Linked DNA regions of Muntiacus reevesi: region 1 is linked to region 2. Evidence: chromatin contacts called from public Hi-C data. All regions are on one chromosome and are shown on one strand. The core of a region is the stretch at or near the end of the contact, and the rest is flanking DNA. Distances in the headings are between cores, read along the strand shown.

Evidence for each region. A called contact is a pair of places that touch in the nucleus more often than the background predicts.
Region 1: a Hi-C map of blood shows a contact between it and region 2, with 2.9 times the contacts expected there. The contact joins the promoter of MRPS17 here to the promoter of ARMC5 in region 2. A contact is called at or near these places in 2 of 3 Hi-C or Micro-C datasets (blood and muscle).

Annotation. Positions count from the first base shown.
Region 1 is chr2:205,921,395-205,925,263 of mMunRee1.1, forward strand. MRPS17 (mitochondrial ribosomal protein S17) reads left to right here and starts at 2,560. Exons shown (of 3, transcript XM_065924750.1): 1 at 2,560-2,703; 2 at 3,215-3,354. The coding sequence starts at 3,232.
Region 2 is chr2:205,779,682-205,783,504 of mMunRee1.1, forward strand. It overlaps ARMC5 (armadillo repeat containing 5), which reads left to right and starts at 2,195. Exons shown (of 6, transcript XM_065924727.1): 1 at 2,195-3,823.

The DNA of each region.
Region 1 (3,869 bases), core at 1,310-3,809, 140 kb after region 2:
TCCACAACATTTCCTGTCCACTCAAAATGAAAGCAACAGCAACAACATGAATGATGATCCCATGGTGGTCATCCCAACCTATACACCATTTTTAAAAGCTTTGTTCTTTTAATGTTTCAGAGGGGTAGTGAGAAAGTTATCAACAACCTGACATCTTCTGCTCCAATAGAGTTACAGTTAATCTCTTTCAGTCAAAGTCTAATCCTAAGTAAACTAAGGGAATACAGTGAGCTGCACACAGTACAATATTTGCTTATTTTTTAGTAGCTAATTTCTATTTTATTTTGAGATCATTTTAGACTTATAGAGGAGACTTATAGAGGAGTTGCAAAAGCAGCATAGATTTCATAAATCCTTCACTCAGATTCCCTTGAAATGTATTTAATGCAAGGTCCTCTAATAATGTAATGTAGCGTACATTATTAGAAGACATTGCCTAAACTAAGAAATTACCTTTGATATAATACTATACATCCGAAATGCTGGGCTGGATGAAGCACAAGCTGGAATCAAGATTGCCAGGAGAAATATCAATAACCTCAGATATGCAGATGACACCACCTTTATGGCAGAAAGTGAAGAGGAACTAAAGAGCCTCTTGATGAAAGTGAAAGAGGAGAGTGAAAAAGCTGGCTTAAAGCTCAACATTCAGAGAACAAGATGGCAGAGGAGTAGGTGGACGTGGAATACATCTCTCTCTATGGATACATCAGGAATACACCTTCAAACACAGAAGTGCATGCAGAACACCTGCTGAGAGCAGATAGGAGTTCCTGACCAGAGGAAAAGAAAATACAGAACCGTGCAAAACTTGGTGAGAAGAAGGAACCAGGGGGAAAAACAGGAGTGATAGTAGGTCTGAACCTGCCCTCTCGGCAGGTGGGGCAACTGAAGCAGGGATCTGATCCCCACATCGGGGCAACTGTCTGAGTCAGAGGAGAAACATTTAAGGCTGAAAGTGAAACAGCTGATCTGTGGAAGCCTAAATGGGAGAATCAGACAGTCCTTGCCACAGCCATACATACCCTGGACAGGAATGCTGGTCCCCTGGAAGGCGCAGTGGCTGGGAGCTGGAATTTAGGGGCTGTGGAGCAATCCCAGGGTGAGGACTGCTGTTGACTGCTGAGAGATGGATCAAGTGGATGTGAGGGAGGAGATTGCAGTGGGAAATACCTATGGAGGAAAGCCAGACAGCCATGGAAGCAAGGCAATGATCCCGAGTCACCCATAGCGGGTGGAACCATCTCCATAGCCTCTCTCACCCCACACGCCAGCATTGGCAGCTGAACAGTAGACAGGCTGGCTGGCCCATCAAATGCCTGACGCACTGAACTAGAGTAGGACCCCACCAAGCTGCCCTTTTGAGTGCCTGATGGGCCCATCTACATAGTAGAACCCCAGTCAGGGAGCCCCTCTATGTGCCTGAACAGGCGGAGCTATGGAGAAAGACTGGCCAAAGAAGCCTTCTGATTGCCAACCACAAGAGGCTTGAAAAAAAGACTCTGATAGGGGCATAACTCCTTGTTGGTCCTTTAATGGACCGGAACCTGGTGGCCCGGAGAGTAAGAGAGAGAGAGAGGGGCTGATATCCCCTGGTTTACGCGGAAAGCCAATAGAGCCCTTTTCTTAGGGCTCGCGCTGCTGCACGTAGGCACCGGGCGCCCTCTCCAGTGGGTGAAGGCACAGTGCGCCTTCTCGAGAGGAGCTTAGAAGCCAAGGCAAGAAAGTGAGCTCAGCAGGCCTCCCCGCTCCAAGGAATTAGCCAGAAATAGAGAGAGAGAGAGAGAGAGAGAGAGAGAGAGAGAGAAAAGAAAGAAAGACAGACAGACAGACACGGGGACCAAAGCTCTGATGGAGCAAAGGTCCATCCCTCCTTTTAAATCTATGTGCTAAGTGTGCCCTTGGCCTTAATTCTTTATCTGAAAACACACTTCAATCTAAGGCCACGATCGCTATTTTTTTTTTTTTTTAAACTATCCATTAGGTCTCTCCTAGTCTAGCAATTGCCTAACAAGAGCCTGGTATATTCCCAGACTTTCTTCTATCTGAGAAGGCAGCAGCAGTAACCTGCTCATGGCCCATCTAAGCTGTTCCTAACTGGCACACATATATATGTACCCATATCAGACTTCTCTCCATCTCACAATATGGAGAATTAACACCTAAAGTCATACCAGACATAAAGGTCTACAGAAGTTTATCTTAAATGCAACTGCTGGGGGTGGAAATGCTTAAGCATTTCAGTCTCAGCGTCTCGCAGCCTCCAATGTTTCAATGTTTGATGAATGAAGCTCCTTTTATTTGGAAGGCCTTGTCCAATGTCTGGGAGCTCAACAAAAGCAGAGAGAAACTAAGTGGAATAGGTAAAGTAAAGGTCAAGTCCCCCACGCACCGGACTAGGTACGGATGCAAAAAGCAGACATCAAGGTGTTCAGCGGAGCCACAGCCCGCGGCTGCAATTAAAAGGGAGTGGGTGGAGCCCTGTCTTTAACCCCGCCCACGACTGAGAGAGGACTCGCAGCCAATGAGTGGGCGGTCTGGGGCGGAGCGACCTGCGTACGACGTGACGCCATCACGCTCCGCTCGGCGCTCTGCCGGGCGTACGCCGAAACTGTGGAGTTCTGAGGTGACCGCCGGCCGCGCGCCGTCGCAGAAGTGGGTTGTTTGCGGGTCCCGAATTGCCGCAGCGTGGGAGCCTTTTAGGCGAGTCGAGTCGAGTTACATGACCTCGGGTTTTAGGGGCGAAGGGAGCAATCACCGCAAACCTTCCCCTGGCTGGGCGACATGGACTCAGTATTAATTGATCTCGAAAGGAATGCCAAGTCAAGGTCTCCGGTGGGGTGAACTCCCGGGCCGCCCGCCTCAGTCTCGCACGCCCCAAGTAGCCGGGCTCTGAGCCTTTTGGGAGAGGCAGCCCAGCGGGATGAAAAGAAATAGGGATGCCAGCGAATGCCAGCGTTTATTCGCGCTGTTGAGCGCCTTATGGGTTAAATCCTCGAAGCACTTCTGTGAGTAAGCACAGTTGTTATTCCCATTTGGTAGAGGGGGAAACTGAGGCTTGAGGTTAAAACTACAATAGTGAAATGTGTAAGGACCTCTATGAAGTGATGATTCCAGAAGGCCAACAAAAGCTGTTTCTGCGCTTGGGCGGTTCTAGTGACAATTCTTTTGGTGAGTCACAATCGTCAGACTAAACTTTGGAATTTATTTTCAGGTGACCAAAGCCACATCATGTCCGTAGTTCGTTCATCCGTCCATGCCAAATGGGTCGTGGGTAAGGTGATTGGGACAGCCATGCAAAAAACTGCTAAAGTGAGAGTGACCAGACTTGTTCTGGATCCCTATTTATTAAAGGTAAGGAACATCGCTTTTTGCAGATGGCATTGATGAATCACCAACACGTTCAGGGTTCTGAGCAGAAACACTGTCAGGGAAGGTGGACTGAGCCAGTGCTGAACATCAGGCATTGTGCTGGTCGGTGGGTGTAACACAACGGATGATTCCTGGTTCACACTCACATTTTAGAGACTGCACAGAGTTCATTTCAATTCAGTCTGATGACACTGCTATAGACATTCTATGTGCAGAGTAGTGCGGAAGCAGAAGGTAAGACTCATTCTTCCTTCCCTGCCTGCTGAAGGAGAGCTTTTTTTTTTTTTTTCTGGCCTTTCCAGGCCACATGTGGGGTCTTCATTCCCTAACTAGGGACTGAACCCGTGCCCCCTGCAGTGGAAGCACAAAGTCCCCATAACTAGACCACCAGGGAAGTCCCAAAAGCATTCTTGGCTATATAAGATCAAGCTGAATCTCCAAAAGGATTTTATCCAGGAACTTCCTTGGCAGTCCACTGTCAAGACTCTGCTTCCCAA
Region 2 (3,823 bases), core at 945-3,444:
CGATTTAAATGTTGGCTCATGGGGATTCCCTGGCGGTCCAATGATTAGGACTTCCTGCTTTCCCTGCTGAGGGCATGGGTTCAATCCCTGGTCAGGGAACTAAGATCCCTCAAGCTGCACGAGTGTGCACACGTGTACACACATATACACACAAAGTTGGTTCAATAGTTTACACACACACACAAACACACACTGAAGACCAAAACTAACATGTTTGCCGTCTCTGGCCTGAACACTGGTCACATGCCTGGGCAGTGACACTGCCTCCCTCCCAGCTCAGGGCAGTGAATGCTGAATAAACCCCAGTTAAGAGTATAAACAGGAGCTGATCATGACATACATTTATTGAGTGCTTACTATGGATGTGCCAGGCTCAGGACTCCCGCTCAAACCCTGGCTTGTGCTTTTTGAAATGCTGTCGACAACGGAGAACATTCCAGAACCCTTCCCTTCATCACAGACCCAGATTGAGGAGACAAGTGGCATCCATTAGATGCACTTTCATGAAGCCGCTTAGACTCACTAAAGGTGACACCCTTTCTCCAGCATCGGCACTGGGTTCGATCCATCTCCTTCATGACACCACGCTACCCCAGGGCTGGGGCTGTCTCACTCATTTCTGTCACCTTCAGGAGGAGGCAAAAAGTGCACTGGTGTGATGCCTGCAGACTAACACCCCCAGTGACAGGGTGCTCAGCTGGAAGCAGAGTTGGCAGCCGAGTTACCTCCTTGACCCAGGTGTTTCAAGTCGGTGATCCCATGGGAGCTTACTACCATCCTGGGAGGCCACCATTGTCCTCGCTTTTACAGATGAAGAAACTGAGGCTCAGAAGAGGCAGACCTGTCCAAGGTCATGTGGTTAGGAAGAGATACTCTGTGCTAGAAGCTCACATCCCTTCCCTTTGGCCCTTATTCTCTGCGGTACAGTTCTAGATGCACCAAGCTGGTAAGAGGCAAGATTTCAGGACAAGGCACCAGAGGCGTGGGCCTCATGATTCCTTGCGGCAGGCACTAGGCCTCCCCCAACCTCAAAAGGGCTACTTTCTGTGCCCCTCCCAGGAACACAGACGGCTACAGGGAGAGCAGAGGCTCACAGCTCAGACTCTGCTCTGGGCACACATTGGGCTGTGCTTCAAGAAGCCTCGCTCAGGCTCCCATAGATTGTTTCTACCAACAGAAACAGGCTTGTTTACACAGGCAGCCCACCCGCGCTGGTCAGACTACAGTGCTGTGTCCAGTCCCCCGTGTCTGGGCACTCTAAATTGTCACCATTTTCTCCTCTTTGAGGGATCAGAGAAAGAACCTGGGAAACCTTCGAGGGAAAAGGCTAAAGGAGAGGAAGGGACAGATGACCAACCTCTGGTCTTTTGCCCCCGCCTAGAAATGCCACCAGGCTTCCTGATCTGTTGCTTTGGTCCTGGGCCCCAGCAGCTTCACTTTGTAGACAGTTGTCTTTCACAGAGATCATACACCCCAGAGCTCACCTAGTGGTCCCCAGTTCAACCTCTCTGATCCGTGTGCTAGGACACACCTTTCCTTATAGTCCCCTCTGGAGGTGAGGCCCTCCCCGACCTCCTCCTTCTCCACTGTCTTCCTCATGGGGGTTTGCCTGGTATCTGGCCCCATTCTCCTGGGCTGAGGAAGCCACAGCTCCTGTGTAATGCACCCCTCACTCCCTGGACCTGTGAAGGGATCTGATCAGCAGCTGCCAAAGGTGCTTTGCATCTTAAAGCAACCTGGCCAGTTTATTCCATCCCCAAACTCTCCCTCCAGCTGGAGTCCCATCTCCAGGGCCTCTGAGAACATGCCCAACCCCACTTTTCTGTCCCAATTCCTCCAGCCTGGGCTTCCCCGATTCAGCCACAAATCAGCAGCCCCGAGGAGCAGAAGAGGCTTGCTGAGAAATTCTGGTCCCCTCAGTCTCCTGAAGGACTGCACCAAAGTCAGAGCTGAAGTTTTGGCTGCAACTTAAGCCAGGGGTGTCGGCAGGGGCTGCCACCCTGGTGTATCCGCTGGTGCTGGCCCAGGTCGGGAGCTGGGGGCAAAGGCCTTGCCACTCTGCCGGCAGACGGCGGGCTTCTCTCCGCGGTGCGCCCCCTGGTGAATCAGCAGGTGAGAGCTCTGGCGGAAGCTCCTGTCACGCTGGCTCAAAGCCTCAGGTTTCTGGCCCGGGAGTGTTGGTGCGGCAGCCGATTTGAACTGTCTACAAAACTCTTGCTGCAGCTTTGTTTGGTGCACTTATTTCTTGCCTGTGTGCGAGCACTGTGTTTAAGAAGCTTGGAGCTGTGGGAGAAGGTTTTGTCACATTCTGGGCAGGCGTGGGGTTGTTTGCCCACGTGGACTTGCTGGTGCTTGGTGAACTGGGTGCGCTTCCTTAAAGCCACAGCCACACTCAGGACACTTGAAGGGTCACTCTCCATTGTGGGTGAGTTGGTGCTTTAGGCAGTCGGAGCTGTAGGTGAAGTTCTTGCTCCTCCTCCATGTGCGATCACTGGTGCTTGAGCAGATAAGAGCTGCACCCAAAGTGGTCACCACACCAGACACAGAGGTGGGGCTTCTCACCGGTGTGGGAGCGCTGGTGCTGCGCCAGGTTCGAGCTGAGGCTGAAGCGCTTGCCGCAGTCCCCCGCAGCTGTAGGGCTTCTCCCCCGTGCGCGTGCGCTGGTGCTGGAGCAGGTTGAAGCTAACACAAGAAGTCTTGCCACACTCGGCGCAAGTGTCAGGCTTCTCACCCATGTGTCCCCGCCGGTGTCCGAGCTGCGGCCAATAATAGGCTCCTCGCACTCCAGGCACTTGTGAGGTCGGAGGCCTGAGTGAGAACGACGGTGTCGCGTGAGGTTAGAGCTCAGGCTGAAGCAAGAGTCACAATGGGGACAGGGGGACGGTTTCTCGCCGGTGTGTACCCCGTGCTGCTTAACCAGATCTGAGCCCCGTCGGAAGCTTTTGCTACACTGGGGACAGCAGTAGGTTTGCCACCGCCGTGGCTGCTTTGGTGATGATTGAGATCGGGGAGGTAGGCTGCAGTCAATTCACACTGCTGGCACTCGAAGGCTCCAGGGACCGCAAGAGAGTTGGTCTTGGCAGGAGTTTCTCCCTCCCCAGGGCCAGAGACTGGCCTACATAGGTACCCAGGCCCAGCATCATTTCCCAGGCGGCCGGCTGCTCCGGCGACACCAAGGGCCGCTTGTGTGAAACAACTCCGCAAACAAAGATGGGCCTTGGGATTTCCTGGGATCCAGACAACCGCTGCTCGGCACCGTCGGAGTCCTCCCTTGCCGTTTCTGGAGCCCGCGACTCCATAGCCGGAAGAGCGTCCCGTTTGCTAGATACCAAACACTCAACTCACAAGCACAACCAGAGCTGAAGACTCTCGGGACCCAGGAATCCAGCACCGGAAACGGAAATGTCCACTAGCTCGTGCCATTCTAGGAAGTGGCAGCGAACGGTCTTTGTGGATTTAACCCTCTCGTTCACCTGACGGAGCAACTTCTCCTATCTGCAGCCGCAATCAGGAACTTGACACTTTCCTCGGCTCGAGGTTCTGAGTCCATCAGCGCAGACTTCAGTGCCCCGGCCACCGCTAGGGGGCGGCAAAGCGAGCTGTCGTTGCCAAGAACACGCTGGGGGCGGAGTAGACACGTCACCTGGAGTAGCACCCTACCGAGACTCCAAGGTCGGAGGTACCGGTCCACCTGAGGCCCTTTAGAGTTTCCCATCCATCCTAAGCTAGGCGTGTTAAACTTGGCGCAGACTACATATCCCAGCATGCACCGCACGCGCCTCTAGGGCTCTCACAATGACTAATAACCACTACTCTCAACAAT